7 separate regions of the Mus musculus genome follow, and regions 1, 2, 4, 5, 6 and 7 are each linked to region 3. The links are chromatin contacts, called in public HiCAR-type and promoter capture Hi-C maps. All regions are on one chromosome and are shown on one strand. The core of a region is the stretch at or near the end of the contact, and the rest is flanking DNA. Distances in the headings are between cores, read along the strand shown.

What was found. Promoter capture Hi-C pulls out the DNA fragments that hold promoters and counts their contacts. HiCAR-type assays count read pairs that join an accessible place to other places.
Region 1: a contact with region 3 is called in a promoter capture Hi-C map of erythroid cells, with 14 times the contacts expected there. The contact joins the promoter of Rbm7 here to the promoter of Sik2 in region 3. A contact is called at or near these places in 2 of 39 promoter capture datasets (erythroid cells and pre-B cells).
Region 2: a promoter capture Hi-C map of liver shows a contact between it and region 3, with 2.6 times the contacts expected there. The contact joins the promoter of Exph5 here to the promoter of Sik2 in region 3. A contact is called at or near these places in 2 of 39 promoter capture datasets (hippocampal neurons and liver).
Region 4: a contact with region 3 is called in a promoter capture Hi-C map of erythroid cells, with 33 times the contacts expected there. The contact joins the promoter of Atm here to the promoter of Sik2 in region 3. A contact is called at or near these places in 4 of 39 promoter capture datasets (erythroid cells, hippocampal neurons, liver and 1 more) and 1 of 115 datasets of contacts at active chromatin or transcription factors (astrocytes).
Region 5: a promoter capture Hi-C map of erythroid cells shows a contact between it and region 3, with 24 times the contacts expected there. The contact joins the promoter of Acat1 here to the promoter of Sik2 in region 3. A contact is called at or near these places in 3 of 39 promoter capture datasets (erythroid cells, liver and pre-B cells).
Region 6: a HiCAR-type map of astrocytes shows a contact between it and region 3, with 6 times the contacts expected there. The contact joins the promoter of 4930550C14Rik here to the promoter of Sik2 in region 3. A contact is called at or near these places in 2 of 39 promoter capture datasets (hippocampal neurons and liver) and 1 of 115 datasets of contacts at active chromatin or transcription factors (astrocytes).
Region 7: a contact with region 3 is called in a HiCAR-type map of astrocytes, with 6 times the contacts expected there. The contact joins the promoter of Poglut3 here to the promoter of Sik2 in region 3. A contact is called at or near these places in 2 of 39 promoter capture datasets (hippocampal neurons and liver) and 2 of 115 datasets of contacts at active chromatin or transcription factors (astrocytes and embryonic stem cells).

What each region holds. Positions count from the first base shown.
Region 1 is chr9:48,493,856-48,497,130 of GRCm38.p6, forward strand. Rbm7 (RNA binding motif protein 7) reads right to left here and starts at 1,475. Exons shown (of 5, transcript NM_144948.5): 1 at 1,300-1,475; 2 at 164-326. The coding sequence starts at 1,395. It overlaps Gm5617 (predicted gene 5617), which reads left to right and starts at 1,488. Exons shown (of 1, transcript NM_001004191.3): 1 at 1,488-2,120. The coding sequence starts at 1,713. The coding sequence ends at 2,066.
Region 2 is chr9:53,300,020-53,303,128 of GRCm38.p6, forward strand. It overlaps Exph5 (exophilin 5), which reads left to right and starts at 1,651. Exons shown (of 6, transcript NM_176846.3): 1 at 1,651-1,832. The coding sequence starts at 1,714.
Region 3 is chr9:51,007,532-51,010,612 of GRCm38.p6, forward strand. It overlaps Sik2 (salt inducible kinase 2), which reads right to left and starts at 1,542. Exons shown (of 16, transcript NM_178710.3): 1 at 1,210-1,542. The coding sequence starts at 1,344.
Region 4 is chr9:53,535,182-53,538,168 of GRCm38.p6, forward strand. Atm (ataxia telangiectasia mutated) reads right to left here and starts at 1,490. Exons shown (of 63, transcript NM_007499.3): 1 at 1,382-1,490. Npat (nuclear protein in the AT region) reads left to right here and starts at 1,866. Exons shown (of 18, transcript NM_001081152.1): 1 at 1,866-2,007. The coding sequence starts at 1,971.
Region 5 is chr9:53,608,626-53,611,841 of GRCm38.p6, forward strand. It overlaps Acat1 (acetyl-Coenzyme A acetyltransferase 1), which reads right to left and starts at 1,725. Exons shown (of 12, transcript NM_144784.3): 1 at 1,588-1,725. The coding sequence starts at 1,650.
Region 6 is chr9:53,403,740-53,406,788 of GRCm38.p6, forward strand. It overlaps 4930550C14Rik (RIKEN cDNA 4930550C14 gene), which reads left to right and starts at 1,547. Exons shown (of 9, transcript NM_001376944.1): 1 at 1,547-1,873.
Region 7 is chr9:53,382,458-53,385,391 of GRCm38.p6, forward strand. It overlaps Poglut3 (protein O-glucosyltransferase 3), which reads left to right and starts at 1,566. Exons shown (of 8, transcript NM_212445.2): 1 at 1,566-1,829. The coding sequence starts at 1,643.

The DNA of each region.
Region 1 (3,275 bases), core at 225-2,724, 2.5 Mb before region 3:
ACCCAGAGGACCAAGAGTTCAAAGCTACACATGCCTTACACAGTGAGTCTGAAACTAGCCTAGAAATACCCCAAACCCTGATTCAAAAACCAAACGGAATAGTAAAGTGAAAGCAAAAGAAGCCAAAAACCCTCTCCCTATTACCACAATACCGAGCCATTACCTGATCTAAACTGAATTTTGATAGGCCTCCCGAAAAGTTTGATTCCGTTGAGCAGATTCATGGCATAGGGAACAGACACTTCATGTTTGAAGTTCACGAATGCAAACTGCTTCAGTTTGCCATCTTTATCTTTCGGGATTTTCACTTTTATTACCGGCCCAGCCTGCGAAGAAAAATATTCAGAACTTAAAACGAGGCAATTTCAGGAAGACATTTAAATTTCAGAAATAAATGGAAATGCAAGCCTGTCATGGTGGCACATGCCTGTATGGTCAGATGTCAGGAGATGCAGGCAGGAGGACCAGCTCTAAGTCAGCCTCGGAGTTCCAGGGCTACCAAGAAATACTATATGGCTCTCTGCCTCAAATACTATAAAGAAGAGAACACAAGTTTTAAACAAAAGGTACATAATCAAGACCTCATCAAAAACAAAATGTCCAGGCAGGGGCTGGACATCTACTTTCCTTTTAGGAAGAATAATTCTAGTTCCGACTGAAACCGAGATTTGGGGCAAGTTTTTTCGGACATTATTTGTAATATTGACAAAGAATGGGAAGTACAGTATAAAATCTCCATCTCACATGACTGTGTGATGTCCTAACAATGTAACCAACAGCTATCATTTTCCCACTGCATGGAAACGAACATTTACAAGGCAAAGTGGATTATTTTGATTACAAAAACCAAAAACAAAACAAACAAACAAAAAAAAAAAACCTTCCGCACCTATTACTCAAATATAACCAACTATTGAGTCTTAAAGCAAGAAGGTACAGGACTGGTAGATTTAAGCATGCCAGTCCTGCTTTCCTGCGTTATGTTTATGGAGTTTTTAAAACACTTTAACGTCTGCAATTTCACACGGAAGTTAAGCGGATAGACTCGGAAACACATCCTGCACGATGCGGCAAAGGCCAATGAACTCAAATGGGAAGGCACGGTACACAGGAAAGAGGAAAGCAAGTACTGAGGTTCCACCTCGGATCCCTGGACTTTTCCAAGGTGGAGACGCAGATGTCCCCATCATCCGACGTCACTTTCGGCCCGAACGCCGCGGAATTCCGGCTCGGCGCGCTCCGCTCCTTGGCCCGGCCTGTGAATGCCACAGCCGCCCTAGGACCGTGCCCGCCCCTTACCTGGTGGAACAGCTCGAAGAGGAGCTCCTCTGTCACCTTCGTCTCCAGGTTACCCACGAACAGAGTGCGGTCGGCCTCTGCGGCCGCCGCCCCCATCTCCGCGCTGTTCCAGTCCCAGGCCTAGGCTGCCTGCTCAGGGCCGACCGACCCTACTGCGCACCCTCAGAAACACTCACGTCCTCCCGTTCAGACGTCACGACGTAAAGGCCCGCCGTGCGCGAGCGCAGACGAGCTACGCACGCGCGCGGGACAAGCGCCCGTTTCCGGCGGCTGCTCCTTCCGCCGTTGCGTGAAAAATGGCTACTGGGGTTGGTAACGGTTGCGTCTGACGCGGGCTGGAGTGACCTGCGGCGCCGCCGAGGGCCCAGTTTGATCGACATACGTCTAGCAAACACTGCAGGCGGTGTTTGAAGATGGCCCAGAACTCGGTGTCGCTGTCCGCCGGCGATCAAGCCAACAGGATGGCCCACCGATCCTCCCAAGGAGATCTCAACCCGTCGGCCATGGCTTGGGCAATGGTCTCCGGAGATAGCTTCCTGGTTACTAGGCTGGATCCGAATCAGCCGGGACCTCGGCCACCAGCGCGACCCAGCGTTCGGGCCGACAGACGTCGAGTCCCTGTCGGTGGCCGCAGCCGGAGCCGAAGCCGCCAAGGCAGATTCTCGCCTTACCCGATCCCAGGCGTCAAGCTCGACCTCTTAAGAAGTGTGCTGCAGCAGCGTCTGGTTGCACTGGGAACTGCTCTCGCAACCCGAATCTCAGCGTAGAACGAATGCCTCCCCTCACTTAGCTTACAAACAAGGCCTCTCCAAAAATCATGTCTTGGTGTGACGGCAGTTTTATTCTTACGCATTTTCACCGATGTGGGCGGTTAATATAGGCTACCAAAGAAAAGTTTAGCCGGGCATAGTGACACACATTTTTAATCTCAAGACTCGGAAAGCAGGCTCTGAGTTACAGGCTAGCCGTTTGTTACATAGTCGAGGGGCTTAATATCCATCCATGTGGGGCCAAGAAGAGGCCAGGAGGGCTTTTCTTAAGTAGTCACAAAGCTAGGTGACTAGTTGTGAATGATGTAGAGTCTTATAGTGCAGACTTGCCGTGTATTAAGGATGGTCTTGAACTCCCCCTTGCCTGGGCCTCCCAGGTGCTGGTGTTTACAGGCGCGAGCCATACACCAGGCTTGAGTAAGCTGCTCAGTATGGAATCCAGCTGTGTCTGAGTTCTACAATCCTCCCTGATTCTCTGGGGCTTCTAATTTAAGCCTCTCTACCCGTGACTACCCTTGAATTCATGTTGAGGAAAAATGTCCTTTATCACATTGCCATTCCCCACCACCTAACTACACCCCCCTTCTGTTTTGTTTTGTTTTGTTTTAGAAATATCTATAGACTCCCAATCTTTGGGGGTGGAGTGTCTCATTTTGTACCTCTGACTATCTTGAAGTTGACAGACATGACTGCCTCTGCCTCCCAAGTGCTGGGATTAAAGGCATGCTCCACCAGGTCTGGTCAGACTCCAATTTTTTTTTTTTTTTAAAGATTTATTTATTATATGTGAGTACACAGTAGCTGACTTCAGACACACCAGAAGAGGGCACCAGATCCTATTACAGATGGTTGTGAGCCACCATGTGGTTGCTGGGAATTGAACTTAGGACCTTCAGAAGAGCAGTCAGTGCTCTTACTCACTGAGCCATCTCACCAGCCCCCAGACTCCAATCTTAAACATACTAAAAACAAGTACTTTTCCAAGTTAAGCCAAATGTACAGCATACTTTTCCAAAGACTTCAAATGAACATTTGCATGGGCCATATTATTTAATCAACTCCCAACTTTATTAGTGTGAATCTACTGTCACAAAATATGCTGGTGGGACCTAAGTCAATCACTGTCACTTGACATTTGTTTTCTGCTCACTGTGATCACTTGGTATCTTTTGTTTTTATCAATCTTAGAATGATTTTATACTGAAA
Region 2 (3,109 bases), core at 401-2,900, 2.3 Mb after region 3:
AATAAATGTATGGGTATGTGCACGAGTACAGATGCCCGAGGAAAAGAGAGGCATCACATCCCCCTGAAGCTGGGATTACAGTTGGTTATGAGCTGCCCTACATGGGTACTGGGAACTAGAGCCAGGGGCTCTGCAAGAATAGCAAGAGCTTTTAACTTCCAAAGCAGCTTTCAAGCCCAAGGAATTTGTTTTATTAAATAATTACATCTCTACCCATGCTAAGTCCCTTACTGAATTATGAGGAAAGGACTGTGTTGTTTGGTGTGTATACAATAGCTTCATGGAACAGGTTCCAGAATAGGTTAGTTTCAGTCAGCTCACTGATAAGAACAGGACAAAACCTCACCACTACCGACATTAGAAGGTCAGTCCATATACCTAGTAAAGGAACATGCAAGAATACCTGAACAGTGTGTACATGACAGACTTCCAAACTGCCATCATTAACATAGAGACAATCTATGAGGGAGTTCTGTGTTGTATGTTATAGAGTGGATCCCCACTTCTTGCAGCTAATAGATGCCCACAAAAAAGTTGTTTCAAAGGCTGTTTCTTCAGACATACCAAAGATAAGACAAGGGACCAGCAGCAAAAGCAACCATTCTTTATAGTTTTGACTGTTTTTCCTTTAGAGGAGTGAAACCCAGTTTGGTTTATTTATCATGAAAAGATGGTATTTGTGGACATACCTTGTAGATATTAGTGACCATCAAAATCACAGCAGAAAGGACTAAATTAAGGGTATTGGGGGAATGTATGTCCACCGGACAAATTGTTTTTATGTAGAGAAACAAGTTTTCTGGAAAGACATTTATCTTAAAAAAAAAAAAAACAAAAAAAAACAAAGCACATGTATGCACATCCTTGGAAATACCTGACTTCACTATGTCATGGAATAATTGGCTTTCTAGGAAAAGCACTTTCTGTGGTTGCACGGGATTGTGATTCGCTTTCTAAAATACTGTCAGTGGGGCTTTTCAAAGTCTGAGAATGACTTTCTATGAGACAATGGGACTGTGTGTGTGTGTGGGGTGATGGCAAGTTTGGCAAATAATTCAATTTCCAAAGGTAGCCTAATGCCAGTCCTTCTGTGAGTCCCTCTGAGCCAAAGCCTGAGATAAAGTGAGTTTAGGCTTCCCCGGTCTTTTAAATAAGATAACACTTCTACTAACTCTAGCAAGCTCCTACCAGTTCTCCTGTTCTCAATCATTGAAAGACAGGATTAGTCGTGAATCTTTTTCCTTCTTCGTCTTTCTTCTAGACAAGCTCAAATTCTTCCAGCAAATAGCAACAGCCAAGCAAATACTTAGGGGCTAACACTCAAGGGCAAGCCTTCCTTAGAGACAGAATTATGTAGGCTTGTTTGCTTAACAAGTCACATAGAGGGTGGGAAGGGGGTGGGGGGTGGGAAGAGACGCTGCAAAGTCCGCCCCGCCCCCCAAATGCGATTGGTTCCTTTTCTCCATTTAGTCACTCACTTTGCATCTCGGTTGGACAGGTTGAGAGAAACATGTCATTAAGGTGTTGTCAAAAGGAGCCCTGTATGTGTGGGCTGGTCCCGAGGTTTGTGGTTTTAGCTTTTCAAAGGCGCGGAGCTATTATGGGCTATGGGATCAAGTTCGGGAAAACTAGTCTTCATTATCTTGAAAAATGGCTTTGTAACAGGAGGCGCCAAGGAGCTTAAGTACACATAACTCGCACACGGGAGAGAAAATGACGAAAGTTCCTCAGGGGTTTGATTTCAGCTTCCTAAACGAGGAAGAAGCCAGGAAGATCCTCCAGGTACTGGAAAGAAATGAGGAACTCCGGAGGGCAGAGAAGGACAGGATCAGGTACGAAGCGAACTCCTCCTCTTGGGCTGGGCCTGCATCCTGTTGGTTTCCGAGGGAACCCAGGGACACCTGCTGGGACCCTATGCAGGTGCTGCTTGGAGTGGCAAGAGGGAACGAAGACGTTGTTTCAGTGGGTCTCCAGATGCCTCCCGGGTGCTCTCTCCAGGCTCTCCATCCCCAGCGACTTGGCTGGGAGTCCAGGACTCCGCAGGGAGGAGGGAGAAAGTCGCTCGTTCTTTGCATTTCTCGGTGCGTGGGTCCCCGCCTGTTCAGGACACCTGGGCTAACCTCAGCTGGGAGGGGTTCAGGCATAGTAGAGGCTCAGGTGCGTCATAGGCTACTAGGGATAAGGTCGGACCGTTTTAGGGCACGTGAGTTATTGTACGGCACTCCCTAGAACTGGATCCTGGCAGCTGTTCCCTCCAAGCTAGAGGCCCAGAACAGGAGGGAGATCCAGGAACTTGCCAGAGGGTCCTGTGTGGGTGAATGGGACTTAGACACGTGGGGTTGGCTGTGGTGTGGTGCTGTAAGAAGGAGTTTCTACGGGATCCAACCAATGGCCTTATTAATAAATACAATGTTGTAGGTGAGGACGGGATAAGAAACTAGCAAATTACGTCCAGAAATGATTCTTGGGAGCATAAATTAACTTATTATTTTTTTCCCTGCTGGAGTACGAACCCACAGACCTATTCAAGTCTTCTGCAGTGAAGTGTGGGAGGAAATCCAAGATAGCACACAGGCTGCAATGTAGGCATAAGCTGGAGTTTAGAGAGCTGGCTTGGTGAAGTCATTCAGGTTCCCAATTCCAATCAGTCCCTCCCACCTCCGCCCTCCTCTTCCTCACCCCAAAAGAAACGCCTCCAAGGACAAACTTCCAATTATGGAACCCTCCTTAGTCTTTGCAGAGACAGAAGACACTGAGCCCAAAGCTCCCTCTTCATTTTTTCTCCTATGTGGCTCTCTAGGAAGGGCGGGGGCAATGGTGTTTAAAGTTTGAGAATGGAGATCTCATCACACAGGCTCCGTCCCTTCCAATCAGTCAGTAAAAAGTCAATCATTCACTCTGAAAGCAGTGTGTTCACACTCACCCGTGAGTGCCCACACATATGCACGTCGGCCACACGGGGTGTCACCCCATTCAGAGAAGGACATAGATCTACTTAGGGCCAGCTTCAAAGCATACACAATCCCCACACTCCCAAACTGTAGTGCTCAGAGTAGGATGTTCCTTGTCTGTAAAGAGAAGGGCGACATTATACATGAGGGGACAGCAT
Region 3 (3,081 bases), core at 292-2,791:
TGGTAAATTTGTGAAAGGAAAAATTTTGACCTTGGTACTGATGCCCTAAAGAAGAAAGATTTAAGTGGTGTGTCAGGGATTTGTGAGGCAAAACAAAAAGTGAAGACATGTTAGACATGTCCTCCTTCTTTATGGAAATGGACATGAAGCAAAACTTTTAAGTACAACTGCTAAGAAAACAGTAAGGCTTTTAAATGCCCTTTACCTTACATAAGCGTAAGTCATCCTGGGCAGGGGGTGGGGGTGGAGGTCCTATAGTCAAAGATTAGAACGTTCTTAAGAACATAGTAGGAAAAAAACCCGAAAAGGATGAAAACTGGGGAGAGAAACTGAAAATCGGTGAAACTCAAGTGGCAATCACAAGGCAGAATAGAGTACGTCAAAACCACTAGGTTGTAGACTAAGAAATGGTTTTGTTTCGATCGTTTTTTTTCCAAGGTATTTAATTTGCACGTCTTAAAATAGAGACCCCGAGGAGAGCAGCTTGAGGCAATGGAAGGAAGAGGGTGGGCTAGGTAAGAACGCAGACTTGGGGAGAAAATATGTACAGTGCACGGAGGGAGGATGCTGGAGAGTCAATGTCAGGACGCTGTCGAGAGCTGAGTACAGTCCATCTGATGTGGCTTAAGGAATGCGTGCTCGCAGCCAGCATGCACACCTGGTAAAGGGACAACCCCAGAGAACGGTGCAGAGCTGAGATGACCATTTTTAACCAGCTCTATTGTCTGGTGTATTTGCTATACCTCCTGCAAGTGATCAAGCCAGCCAAAGAACCGTTTCAGAGACCCTGCGGGCCCAGAGAAGATGGACAGCGGCCCGTCCGCACCAGTCCGGTCCGCGTCACCCCCTCCTCGCCGGGCAGAAGAGGAGGGCTTGGTCCGGGCCGCGCTCCGCGTCCGCCGAGCCTGGGAGCTGCTGGTCCCCTTTCTCCGGCCGGCGACGTTGGTCCCCGCGCGGCCCCGGAGCACAGAGACTTCCCCTCCCACCCCACCCCCAGCCGAAAGCCGGGAAGACGCGGAACTTGTGCTCAGGAGCCGAGGCCACAGACCAGGTTCCCGGGTGGGAGAGTCGGGACGGAAGCCTGTGTGGCTTCCCGGGGACACCCCACACACACTCGACCTGCACCCCGCGGTCCCCGCAGTGCCAGGCCCGCCGTCCCCCGCCCGGGGCGCAACCGCGCCACGCTCCCGCCGAACCCCGGGGCCGCACCTCCGTCTTGGTGATCCGGTGCCGCCCCAGCTTCACCACGGCAAAGTTGCCCTTGCCCAGCGTGCCCTCGATGTCGTAGAACCCCACCCGGACTGGCCCGCGCTGCAAGTGCCTCGGGCCATCCGCCATGACCATGCTTGGCCCCCGCTGCAGGACACGGCGACGGGAACGCGAACGAACTGGCCGGCAAGAAGCGGCACGGAGCGGGCAGGAGGGCGTCGGGCGGCGCGCCTGGGCTCTGGGCGACGGCCGCGGCTCTCGCTCCGGCGCTGCTTCCCTCCCGCCCCACAGGGCCCAGCCAGGCGCGCGCCGGCGCTGACGTGAGCCGACGTCAGGGGGCCGGGGCAGGGGGCGGGGGCGGGCCTCCACCGGTCACCATGGCTACCGCAGCCGCGCCGACGTCGGGGGCGGGAGGGAGGGGCGGTGCGCGGGTCGGGCGGGCACGAGGCTTCCGGCCGCGGCGAGGCCTGAGAAGGCTGAGGAGGGCGTCGCGGCCGGGGGCGGGGTCGCCGTCCGCCCCGCCCCGCTCCTCCTGCCTTCCAGCAGAAGCGCAAGAGCGAGCCCTGGTGGGCCGTGCGGAGGATGCACTGGGCCAGTCTCCTGGAGGGTCGCCTGGCGGGCGCTCTCCGCCGGGGCAGCCCTTCCCGCCAAAACCTCTTCTTCAGCGGACTGCAGCGCTAAATTTGGAGCCCGAGGAGCACCGTGGCTGAGCAATGCATTGCTCACAGCCTCTTTTCTTTGTGTTCATTTTAGCTCCCTTGTCAGTACTAAATAAGTCTCTCCACTTTTTGACGTCTAAATTCCTACTCACAGCAGTCGGTCACTTGCAGAAAAAAAAAAAAAATGTCAGCGCTAAAGAGACCCCAGAGATGATTAAGCCCGGAATTTGGAATTGCTAATGGGCTTCGGAGTCTGGAACCTCTGAAATGTAGGTTGAGCATGTTAGTTGAGCATGTCTCTGTGGAGAGGTGACCCGGTATTATCCTAAAACGCTTTGGGAACTTGTAAACGGTTAAAAAGTATCTAATCCGATTTGTTTCCAGATGACGCAGCAGGCTGCCAGAATGAAGGGAGTTGCCAACGTCACACAGGTAATGCTAGAGTTCTAATTATAACCCATCACACCAGTCTTCCATATGGTGACCTAAGTAAACACAACATTTTAATATCTTGAAATATATTATGTGTGTCCAGACCTTGGTTCCTGGGTACCCATTGTCCATTAAAAGAAACGCAACTCGTTTGGGAGTAATGACAGCGGGGGCAAGTATAAGATGCTCTTGAAAGATCTAATATGAGTAAACCAGGGGATTCCTTGTATACAACAGGAAGAATATGTCAGAAGCCAGCTTGAAGGGGCCCACCAGTGCCAAATCTGAGCCAATCTAAGTATCAAAAACCAACAATTTTGGAAATACACTATAACACACATTACTTTTTATTTTGTGTAAGAAGTCAGAGGACAGGATGTGGGAGTTGGTTCTCACCTTCCACTCTGTGAGTCCTAGGGGTGGTTGCTGTAGGTAACTTTAGCCAATGAGCCATCTCTTAGGCCCTAGTGTTTTATTGTTTTGGGACTGTTGTTTTTTTTTTTGTTTTTGAAACATCATCTCACTATGTAGCCCTAGATAGCCTGTAACTTGCCATGTAGACTAGGCAGTCTCTTGAGTGCTGAGATTAAAGGCAGGTGTCACCATTCCCAGCCTACATTAAAATCTTAGAAGGAGCTCATACTTCATTTTGTCACTTTACTTTTTTTTTTAGACAGGTTCTCAGAAATATTGTATATGTGATAAGCCCCCTTAAATGTCTATGCCCTCCCCATCTCATTCAGGAAACTCAAACTCAGAACGGTACCCATGCTAGGCAAGT
Region 4 (2,987 bases), core at 240-2,739, 2.5 Mb after region 3:
ACAAATGCTGAGACATTAAAACAAGTAACATAGTTCAGCTCCCAACATTCAACTAAAAAAGCTTCCTAAGCAACAGCCCCTGAACAGACAAATCAAATCTTCCTTTTGAGGGTTCAGTCAAGTTGATGCATTTTGACAATAATTACATCTCCCCTTCCCAGAAATAACCCCACCTGTGGCATGTTAGTCTTGGCTAGTGGTAAAAAGCACTGGGGCTCAGTCAGGTATTGCAGGCCTAGGGGAGGCTCAGGCAGCACAATTGTGAGTTAGGGGCTAGCCTGGGTTGCAAAAGGGTGGGTTCTATGGTCAGGCTGTATTGTTCGGATCCAGGTCCATTCAATTAACAGTTATCCAACCTGCAACATGTTGGTTAAACTGGCACCTGTTTTCTGGATGCTAGATGAGAAAATGATACCAGTATCTACTTTAAGGAGTTCGTTTCCGTTTCTGTTTCCCTCTCCCCCACCACACACCTACTTTCTCTTTCTCTCTCTTACTATCTCACTCTTTCTCTCTCTCTCTCTCTCTCTTTCTCTCTCTCTCTCTCTCTCTCTCACACACACACACACACACAGCAAATATTCAGTATAACTGTCATCCTGTTACTGTCTTCTCTTACGATCGCTTTATAAATCTATTTGATGACTGTTTTTTTCCTCCTCTTCTTGCTCTCATCCCTTCCTCTGGCTTCAATACACTGGAAACTTGCAAAATCTGTATCACTCAATAACAAGAGCTCGTTACACTTTGTGCCTTTCCATGCACTTCCTTCTGTCTGAAAGCTTCGCTACCATCTTGCAGAAGAATTTACACCCGGCAAGATCTAGCAGCAAAGTCGATTCTTTCAGGCTCAGTTTCCACAGAACCAGTCCTTCCTCGGCTAACACAGTTTTTCCTATCACATTGTCGCTTTGAAAAAGTAGCTGTCTACTTATCTGTGCCAGGTGGCGGGGGTGGGACCGGGGAAGGAGCGCAGGTTAAACATTTTCAAAGGCTCAGAGTGGCTGCCACTTACCTACTACAGACAACACAGGCAATACAACTGACAATGAGAATACGAGACTGTGATTTCCAAGGGCCAGTGCTCTTAACTACGAACATGTGCAAACCTGTAGCTTAAATATAAATAAACGCTCTGAGACTAAAGTATGAGATTTAAAAAATCTAGATCGACCAGAACCCTTAAGATGACAGATAGGAAAGAGGGACGTGCAGAAGGGAAGATTTAGGCTCACTCCATCTAGGGTCTGCAGAAAGAGGGAGAAGATGACGGCCGTTCTGCAGAGAAGGGGTAAGAGCCATTCGGAAGCTGAGGAAAGATGGGCTCAGAAGAGAATTTTCCCCTCACAGAAGTCCCCGAGCGTTCGTCCCTCGCTCCTACCGCTGCATTCTGCCTGCCAATGCAAACCCAGGTCGCTTCGCCTTTTCCCGCGTGCACGGATCTAGCAGCTGGTTCTGTACGCACGCCTTCCCGCTTCCGGCTCTATAAAGCAGCAAGTTGGTAAGGCACGGGTGCCCCAAAGGAAGAAGTCGGCATGCGCCGCCGCACGACTGCGCTTGCGCGTAGGCATCACGCGCTCTCCAACTCAAAACACTCGCTCCCCTCAAAACAGTCTCCCGGCCTGAGGAAACGCGCCTGCGCAGTGCGCACCAATGGCGATTGCCCTCGCTCCCGCAACTCCGCCCAGGGGCCGACGCTCCCACAGCCGGCCACCAGGTCCTCTCTGGCCACAACCCTCCGCAGACGGAAATGACGACGGTTCCGAGGAGAACGGAGGCGGGTTTCATTTCGGCGCCTTTCTGTCTCCCGCGGAAGCGATTGGTTAGTGTGGCACGAAAGAGGCGGGACAAATTGCCGCGGGTTCAGCACCTCCAGTGGAACCGGGAGATGCGGCGGCGCCGGGGCTGTCGCCGTGTTTGCTTTGAGTTGAGTCTCGTCCCTTCAGGCCGCTCCCTGTGCAGCTCGGATCATGCTGTTACCCTCGGATGTAGCCAGGCTGGTATTGGGTAAGCGGCGGCCTGGGAGGGCGGGTGATCGGACCCGGGCTGAGGGGACGGAAAGACCAGGGGCTGAGGGGGAGGGCTGCTCGGGGTGGGGAAGCTCTGAGGAGTGGTCTGCTCCCGTCCAAGTTCAGACTAGCGGAGAGGCTCGGTCCCTCGGCGCCTTGGGACAGTCGAAGCTCCTCGGTGTAGGGATGTCCCTTCTCCTCCTGCTGCGCGATGGGGGCAGCCGAAGGGAGAAAGAAGCTCGGCGGGGAACACCTGGGGCCTGGATTCCGAGGCACAGCCAGGCCCGCTGGGACACCTGAAGGAGTGTCGCCTGCGTGATGGACGAGGCTGCGTGTCCCCTACCCTTTCCCTTGTCAAGAGCCGGGACTGATAAAGGAAAAGGCGGGGGGACCCCCGCTTCCCCGGCCGCCCAGCCTTGTGGAAAGACTTTCCGACGCCCTTACCCATAACCCGACCTTAGCACTGGGAATTTGGGACACAGGGAGGGCCCCACACCCCTGGCCCACCATAGTGGCTTGAAACGCCAATTGCATATTTCAGAACGGCAGCGTGTCGTGTTCTTGAGCAAATATTTAGGAGGTACGACGACTGACTTCTGGTTGCACACGTTCTAGCCCTCGTTTTCCTCCATTTTCGAAAAGGGTTTGTTCATAGACCACTGGTTGGTCGGGAGATACTGTCTCTGGAAAAGACTGTTTTCGTTGTTTGTCCTGTGAAAGAATAAAAGGGATTGTTCTGTAGGGAACAAGAGCCTCTTAGGCTCAAAACTGGACAGTGACTTTGAAACGTTATTTGGGACATCTCTAAAAGAAAGTGGTCGAAGTATGAGGACTCATTCCATAGTTTCCACAGCCGTTACGAACATTTGCTTTGTGCCCAGCCCTGTCCAAAAAATAAAAATTGCACATTAGGCAGGACTTATTTAAGAGGCTCTGTACGATTCTACTGTCCATTTTTTGAGAAACTTAAATACAAAA
Region 5 (3,216 bases), core at 475-2,974, 2.6 Mb after region 3:
AGGCACATTATCCAGAATCCCAGTTAACCTAATTTCATGGACCTCTCTCCAGCCATCCTCGCGAAACTTACTTACTCATCCAGAACTCCTCTGGGCATGATGGCTACTCTTTCAATTCCAGATAATCCAGAGGCTGAGGTAGGGGAGTGAGGAGTTCAAAGTCAGATGACCTAGTTAGCAAAACCACTAGAAAGAGAGTAATAGTAATGGTGGGGAGGGGGAGGAAGGAGAGTGGGGCTGGGGCGGGGAGAGAGGCAAGAAAAGGGAGGGGAGGAGAAGGAAGGGTCAGAAGGAAAAAGGCACACGAGTCTTTCTTGGGAACACTTTTTTTTTTTTATGCATATGAGTACACTGTAGCTGTCTTCAGACACACCAGAAGAAGGCATCAGATTCCTTTTTTTACAGATGGTTGTGAGGCACCATGTGGTTGCTGGGAATTGAACTCAGGACCTTTGGAAGAACAGTCAGTGCTCTTAACCACAGAGCCATCTCTCCAGCCCCGGGAACACTTATTTTACGAGTGAGGTTCTGCCCATCTCCAGATGAGAAAATAGACTATCCCTCTGGCTTTCCTATTACTGCAGTCACCCAGTACTTATTGTTTTTTTATCTTTCGGAGACTGGGTATCTCCAAATTGCCCACGTGGGTTGAAATCCTTGATCTCAAGCTCCTCTTGCCCGAGCAGCAACTCAAGTAAGATTCATTTTATAGTTTGTTTGCCCTCAGCTTCCAGCTCCAAGCCTCGGGCCCTCAATTATTCTTTCACAATCTCTTGCAGAGCAATGCTCTCTTTCAGCTCCTATTGCCAGAACTACCCGTTTCGGCGAACCCTGATTTTCTCAGAAACAAAACCACGCAAACCTAACTCCAGACTCTTAAAGACTGACCGACAAAGTCTAGAATGTCACCTTTGGAAAGTACAAAGTGTTCGCCGAACACAACCATCAGAAGCGAGGCACTCACTTCAAATAAAAATTATTTCTTGTACTGTCTCAGTAGCCATCTTGTTAGTTTTAAGACAATCTTCTGATTGCCATATAGTGCCTGAGCTCTGATTAAGACAATTAATTAAACCAATGATTAGCCAGGTGGTGGTTCATGCCTTTAATCCCAGCACTCTGCAGGTGGAGGAAGACCAATGAGCTCGAAGCCAGCCTGATCTTGAGAGAGAGAGAGAGAGAGAGAGAGAGAGAGAGAGAGAGAGAGAGCGTTCCAGGGCAGCAAGGGTTCCACAGAAAAACCAGTGGAACAAAATACAAACCAAACCCCAAAACTCAAACCAATCAAACAAAAAAACAAGGAAAAGGAAATCACAAGGTCACAAAAACGTCTTAGAAACTCCTGGGCCTACAGAGAGACTCAGCTCTCTGCAGTCTGGGATCGCGCCTGGTCAGGCCCAAGCTTTGCTGCACAGCTGATGCGGAGCGTGACAGTAGCACAGACTGACAGGTGGACTGACACACGACGGCGCAGGCACTCGATCCCCAAGGCGCTGGTGCTGAGCGCTGTGGCCCACGAGGACGGACCTCGCGGGCGGCTGGTGGGCTCCCCGATCCCGGCCCACCCCCGGAATCGACCCTGCTCACCTGCAGCAGCCCGCGAAGCAGAGGCCTGCGGACGACGCCGTGCAGAGCCACCAGGGCAGCCATGGAGACGCGAAAGGCTGTCAAGGGCAGAGAGACGCGCCGCGGCCTCCACTTCCCCACCGCAGAGCTTGCGACGTCGTGGCGGGCACCGCCCCGACCCTCTCCTCCAATAGCAGTCCAAGATCGCTGCGCTTGGCGGCGATTGGCCCGTAGCCAGAGGGCGGGGCCTGGCGCTTGGCCCGAGGACTGAGCTGAGGCTCTCCTGGACCAAAAAAAAAAAAAAAAAAAAAAAAAAAAAAGGACTAATGACCACGTGGCTTGACACCTAGGTGGTGCACGCTAAACTGTTGATTGTTGATGCCAGTTGTTTCTGCCTCCAGATGCCTGTAGTTTTCGTGCAGTCCGAGACTTTCCATTCACTTTGCCGTGCCTGATCAGGTGACTGTATTACCCAGACAAAGGATGTTGGTAAATGTTTCCAGCAATTCCCATTATATTCATTTATAATACAAATAAACCAATTTCTTACGTTAAAAGAATGTTGAAGTTGTTTTTCTGTAGGATGCTAAGTAAAATACATATTACTATCTAAACTTCACTGAGTAATAATAAGATTACATCAACTTTCAAAGAAACTCCCCGCAGGCTGGGTGTGATGGGACACACTCAGGAAAGAGGCAGGTGGATCTCTATGAGTTCGACGCCAGCCTGGTCCACATAGCGAGTCCCTGAACAACTAAAACTACAGACGGAGACCCTGTCTCCAAATAATTAAAACAAAACAGAAACAGTGCATTAACTGATATTACATGATAATTCTCACATTTGTGTAACCCATTGCTAAGGCTAGTTGGAGGATTGTTTTGCTTAGGTTTTGTTTGGTTAGTTTTTAGATAGGGTCCCACGGTGTAGCTCTGGCTATCCTGGAATTCACTATGTAGACCAGGATGGTCTTGAGCTCACAGAGATCTTTCTGTCTTTGCCTCCCTAGTGCTGGTATTAAAAGCACTATGCCAGGCCATTTGCTGACTTTGAATCTTCAGTTGGGGATAGCAGATCTTTCTGCTTGTGACATTAATTTTCCTTGATGTAAAACAAAAGGCACAACATACAAATTGAACAATTTACTTCAAGTCGACTTGTTTCATGTAATTGTGTGCACTCCTGTGTAGGCCAAGGGTAAACCTCAGATAACTCCCTCTGAGACTCTCTGCTGCTTTTTGTTTGGTGTTTTTTGTTTTGTTTTGTTTTTGTTTGTTTTGTGAGACAGGGTCTATCTCTCCTTGCACTAGAATGGCTGGCTAATAAGCCACCATCTCTACTCCTTCAACCCTATCCACCCATCCATGGAACTGGGGCTACAATCAAGGGCCACCACGCCTAGCTCTTTACATGGATGATGCTCTAAACGCTTTCTTGTGATGCAAACACTTTGCACACTGAATCATCTTCCCAGACCCTTTTGGGGTAAAGTGTGTGTATGTGTATATGCACCTTTGTGTATCTGCACCAAGTGCATACAGGCGCCTGAAGAGGACAGTAGAGGGCGTCAAAACTCCTAAAACTGAAGTTGTAGGTAGTTGGGAACTGTCTGTTGTGTTCTGAGAGCTGAACCCAGGTCCTTTCTAA
Region 6 (3,049 bases), core at 297-2,796, 2.4 Mb after region 3:
TGCGCTTTTAATCACTGAGCCATCTCGCCAGCCCCAGCATTGAGGTTTTTGTTGTTGTTGTTGTTTGTTTGTTTTGTTTTTTCAGGGTTTCTTTGTATAGCCCTGGCTGTCCTGGAACTCACTTTGTAGATCAGGCTGCCCTCGAACTCAGAAATTGGCCTGCCTCTGCCTGGGATTAAAGGCATGTGCCACCATGCCTGACTATAATCCCAAATTTTAAGACATGTTAAAATCTCGACTGTGGCTGATTGAGGGAAAGTCCTAACCACAGCCCACAATCCCTTGCCTAAAACACCCAGTCTGCAACGCTGGAGAGGGTCTGTGCCCTGCCCCCAATTCCCCTTGCAGTTCCAAGACAGCCAGGACTACATGGAGAAACCCTGCCTTGGAAAAAAAAAAAAAAAACCCTTATGGAAAAAAAATTTAAACAAAAACAAGAAAATTAATCCTTTTTTTTTTTTTTTTTTTTTTTTTTTTTTTTTTTTACAAAGTGAGTTCCAGGGCAGCCAAAACTACACAGAGAAACCCTGTCTCGAAAAAAAAAAAATTTACTCCTATCTGTGTGCTAACACGTGGCTGGTTCTGACTCCCAGCTTCATGCTCCCAGGAATAAGACTTAGACTCAAAATATATTTACAAATACCTTGGCCATAAAGCCAGGGTTTTCTCTGACTAGATCATAACTTACATAATCGACATAAACCCATTATTTTAACCTACATTTTGCCACATGGCTGGCTATCAATGCTCAGGCACCATGAGTCGGTCTCCTCACATCTTCCCGGGCTATTCTCCCTTGGGACTCTATCCCAGAATCCTTTCTGCCTCCTGGATGTTCCACCTCCCATTTCCTGCCTAAGCCATAGGCCACAGACTTTTTAATTGACAGGTGATGCATCCATACAACACACAAGTATTCTCTCTACGCATGGCCACAGTGTCTTGAAGGAGAACCAAAGCCCAAGGCCCTGTTTATGGAAACTGTGATAATTTTGAAGGTCTTGACATTCACTTTGTCACCGAATTTCCTACAGAGATTCCGCCCCCACCCCCCGTAAAAATGCATTTAGTATGTAAGGAAAATATTTTCCTAGAAGTTCATCTTCCTCACAAATTATGTTCCATGCAAGAACATAGAACTGGGCAGGTCTGAATACTCTTCATTTTACATTGTTACACTCTGACATTGAGGTAATGTCGGCGTGCAGGATATTCAACATTCAAGTCAATAAAGCATGCATTAAATATGCAGTGTGCTTTCGGGTTCTGTGAAGTCCTCTATTTAAAACCCGTGTCAGGCTAAGGAGCTTAAATTTAGAAATAGCGTTAGTCTGAGACCTCATGTTACTTAGGCCTTCAGCAAGGCCCGTCACATGCCCGAGATCTCTCTGAGTTCCTTTCTCAAGTCCTCTGCCTCTATGGCACTGAGACTGGAAGAGAGCGAGATTTCTACCAGAACAAACATCAAAGTGAGAATGGTCAGGGTTGGGGGCGGGGCCTAAGAAGGTTGCTAGGGAAGGAGCTATTAAGTCATTTCCGACTGACTAAGTCGTTACCAAGGAAACAGCGGAGAGCGACAGAGATTGGCAAGTCAAGGGACATGTTCCCTCCCCAGCTCCTTTCTGCTCTGGTGTCTGGTTTGATCTTGGCCTGCTGAAAGACGCTAAATACTCACGATCTTAGTATGCTACCATCCTTCTCCATGCTCTGTTCCCCAAACCCCTCTCCTGGCACAGTTGCTCTGCTGTGATGGAAAAGCTTTCCTCTACCTCACCAACCCCCACTCCAGCCTCGCCCTAACTCAGGAGCTGCAGCTTCGGGGATATTGCTAACCCACCTCTCGCATTGGGTTTCCTCCACCCTGTTAAATGCAGTATGTGGTTTTAGATTTTTCTCCCTAAAATATTTAGAGATGGAGGGAGCATTCTAAAGGGTACATGCTTAGGATTTCTGTCTTGTCCCTCAGTATCAAGATGTATAGGTAAAGAGGAATAGCAAAATCGTGAAGACACATTTGCTGAAAAAAATAAAATTTAGTAAAGAGAACGGGAATACGGGTTTGGAGTTGGAGGAAACCACAGGACAAGGGTGTCCACTTGCAGGGCTCCCTCTGAATCCCAGCACAGGGCTATTGGTTTGAGACTGGCTGGTAGTCCTCTCCTAATTGGCAGTTCGCACCTGGGTGTAGTAAAGTCCTGACTTAAGCAATGGTTTCCTTGTGCTCCTTGGGTCTTAGAATTGAAGTATTTCCCACGTGGTTTGAAGCCTCATAGCAAACGGTTCTGCTCTGAATCATAAGTTTCCTTTACCCTCTCCTGCGCCTTTCATCTCTCCTTCTCTAACAATATTTTCACGTTTTAGTGCCTCATATTTAAAAAAGACAAGCCCTCTTGAGTCCAGCCTCATCTTCTGGCTACTGTGTCCCTGCTTCCACATAACAGCCCAGAGCCTACTTTGTCAATTCCTCAACAACCTCGGTCTTTTGCTCTGCGGCTCCACTGCTGGTAATCAGCAGTTAGGTCTCTCTCTCTCATTTTTGACTGTACTCATGCACATTTACCTGACCTGCCATTTAGTACACTAGCAACATTTAGTATAGTTGAACGTGCCAAGGCTTTTTGGTCTTCTTTCTCCTTTCACGAAGTGCCTTTGTTCCTCGGGATCGTTTCTGCGTTGCTGTGCTAGTCACGACAGAATGGCAATGCACACGCTACACCTTTAATTTGCATCATTAACACATCGCCATAGATCCTTAAATCTTAAGTCAACTAGAAAAAGTCATAAATACCGATTTAAAACATTTGATAGTTTTCACAATGCAAATACTCTTAGGGCCAGTCTTATAGCCTCAGAACTTGAGAGAAGCTGGGCAAGGTTAACCCCTAGTCTCTTCCTTATCGTTATTGTTATTGCTGTTGTTTTGCGATTCTTCTGGAAGTGTCAGGCAAACACTCTTTCCCTGAGCTACAGCTCCGGCCCTTCCTCTTCCCACCATGTAGGTTCAATTATCAGCTCAAGTGCAACGCAACAGTTAATTGCTGGAGATTTC
Region 7 (2,934 bases), core at 316-2,815, 2.4 Mb after region 3:
GGTATTTATTTATGTATAAATGCTAGCTGGAGCAGAGCAGAGTAGGCGTTCCATCAAAGCATGCAAACGACCCCAGGAAACAAGCCATTGGAAATCACACTAAGTTACACTACACTGCTGCCCTGCAATTTACAAGTGACTTATTCCCAGTTCCTAATGATGCGTCTAAAGAGCGCTGTCTATAACGTCCAGGGGCTAACCTGAGACCCCAGCGCTGTAGAGTGCATATGGGCATCTGCCGATTTCTTCCTGCTGGCCTCTATACTCGCCTATGATTGGTAATTGGGTTGGTGACCTGGGCCGGAGCTCAAAATGCTCAGGAGCCCAATTAAAGCCTGGGGCCTGGTTCTGATAAGCTCTGGGTTGAGATCTACCAGGAAGATCTCTGCCCATTCTGCAGGATGAATTCTTCCAGATTTCTCATCCTGGGAAGAATAATTAGTTCCTAAAACTCAGATAAAAAGAAAAAATAATTAGCAAGAGTGAACAAACGGGGGCTGTGGGGCTGTTCTTCCCGGCTCTTGATGCTCAGGAGTGGGGTGCCCAGGGCATAGTGGGCAGGGAAGGATAGGTGCCCAACTCTACTGAGACGCTTGCCCAGACCCTGCCTTCTGCTGCCCAAGTGCCCTACACAGGAAACACCGAAAGATAAGGGACTTCAGGGTAGTAGGCTGCCAATCACAAATATACGGAACAGGTGGGCCGGTGTGTGAACAAAGACTAGGGGAATTCCTCACAGGGAAGCTATTCCTCTTGTTCCACTGTGGCACTGGAAACCAAACCCTGATGTGCATTTATAATAAGCCATGTTTCCAACCCTTTTCTGTCTGGGTGTAGTGCACACCTTTGATCCCAATACCTGGGACACAGAGGCAGGTGGATGACAGTGAGTTAAAGATCAGCCAGTCTATATACATATATAGAGAGTTCCAAGGCAGTAGGAGATACATAGGGAAAACCCCAACTCAACCAGTTTTCTCCACAAGGCAAGGTGGCTTGGCTTACACACCTTTAATTTCCCTCTACTGGAGGAGGCTGGGGTGGAAGGATTGTCATCAGTTCAAAACCAGCCTGAGATACAGAGGGAGACTTCCTTCTCAAAAGGAGAAACAATAAAATATAGAAGAAGAAAAGGGGGAGGAGGAGGAGGAGGAGGAGGAGGAGGAGGAGGAGGAGGAGAAGGAGAAGGAGAAGGAGAAGGAGAAGGAGAAGGAGAAGGAGAAGGAGAAGGAGAAGGAGAAGGAGAAGGAGAAGGAGAAGGAGAAGGAGAAGGAGAAGGAGAAGGAGAAGGAGAAGGAGAAGGAGAAGAAGAAGAAGAAGAAGAAGAAGAAGAAGAAGAAGAAGAAGAAGAAGAAGAAGAAAAGAAGGAAGAACAAGAAAAGGAAGAACAAGAAGAAGAAAAAGAAAAGAGGTAACAATTTTAAAACAAGCACACCCTGCCTTTCTCCAGACTGGCAAACTCAGGCAACTAGTGTAGGGATGACTAGGAGCGTAAGGCCTGGGCGCGGTACACGAGCCAGTCGGGGTCCGGGCGCGCGCCCGGCCCGCCCGGGGCGGCTCTAGCCAGAGGCCCGCCCTCGGGTGTCCCCTCGGCCCGGCGCTCCAGCTCCTCCCTGGCCAGCGGAGCTGAGAGCCGGCGACCATGCAGGCCCTGCCGCTGGGGCTGCAGCTCGCCCTGCTGGTGGCGGCGGGGGCCGGGGCGCGCGTGAGCGCACCGCGGAGCCTGGCGTGGGGCCCTGGGTTGCAGGCCGCCGCCGTCCTGCCCGTGCGCTACTTCTTCCTGCAGTCGGTGGACTCGGACGGCCGGAACTTCACTAGCTCGCCGCCAGGTCAGCGCCCGTTGCCGTCCCCGCGCGTCCCTGTCCCCACACGTGGCCATCTCCCCACTGCGGGTGTCGTCTTCTCTCCCCTCCCATCGGCGTCCCTTCCCTCCTCCCTGACACCCACGGGGGCGGGAGGTGCCACTCAGGACCGTTGGGTGACTAACTCCAAAGGCTGGGCCACAGGTCCCGCCCGGTGACAGATGTAAGGGTAAGTAGAGTAAACGGCGCCTGTGGGGTCCCACGGAGCGCAGTGGTGCCATCACGTGATGCAGATGGCCCTTCCTGGCCTGCAGGGCGCGCCTTCCTCCCTCCCTCAGCAGCCCACTCTTCTTAGGCCCGCAGTGCAGACCACGCGAAGCAGGGAAACTTCCTAGAACCGGAGAAGGGAGGCGCTTGTCTTGAATCTCAGCAGGGCCCTCCTCCCACATCTGATTGCTTCTCTGGACTTGTCCAGCTGGTTTCAACTTGTTGCCAGTCAGGATTTGCTAATTTGTGTCTAAATGTAAGGCTGCTCCCATCTGGCGTCCTGTTTTGCCTGCAAAGAGGCAGAGAACTCCTTGGCGTCCTCCACCGAGCAAACGGGAATTTCACGTACTTAGAAGTCACGTGTATATGGTAATCCTGGAGTAAAAAAGAGGATGGCAATGTCTGCCTATCGAAAACTTAAGACTCTGCTGAGAAAATAGATAATAAGCAACCTGCCTATCAGGGCAAAGCACAGTTGCTGCAATTGGATTTCTGCAGCCTGGTGTAAACATTAAAGAACTGCCAATAGGTCCAAGGGAGTCTGGGAAGCTTCAGGAGTGCGGGTTTGGAGGCTGAGAGGGGTTTCTAGACTGGCTTGCAGCCGCGCAAAAGCAGAGAGCGCGAGGATCAAGTGTTGAGAACAGGAGTCTGTGGAACATGGTTCAGATTCAAACCGTGTTATGGTGTATCTGCAGTTCTGTAATAAATAAATGAACCCAGATAAGCACTCATGTGGTTACAGCAGGAGAGTAAGGATCCCCCCCCCCCATTTTAAAAATCTTTTTCCCCAAATAAAATGTTCTGCAAAGATTATTCGGATATGTGTGTGTTTGTATATGCCACTTGTGAGCTGGTGCCTATAGAG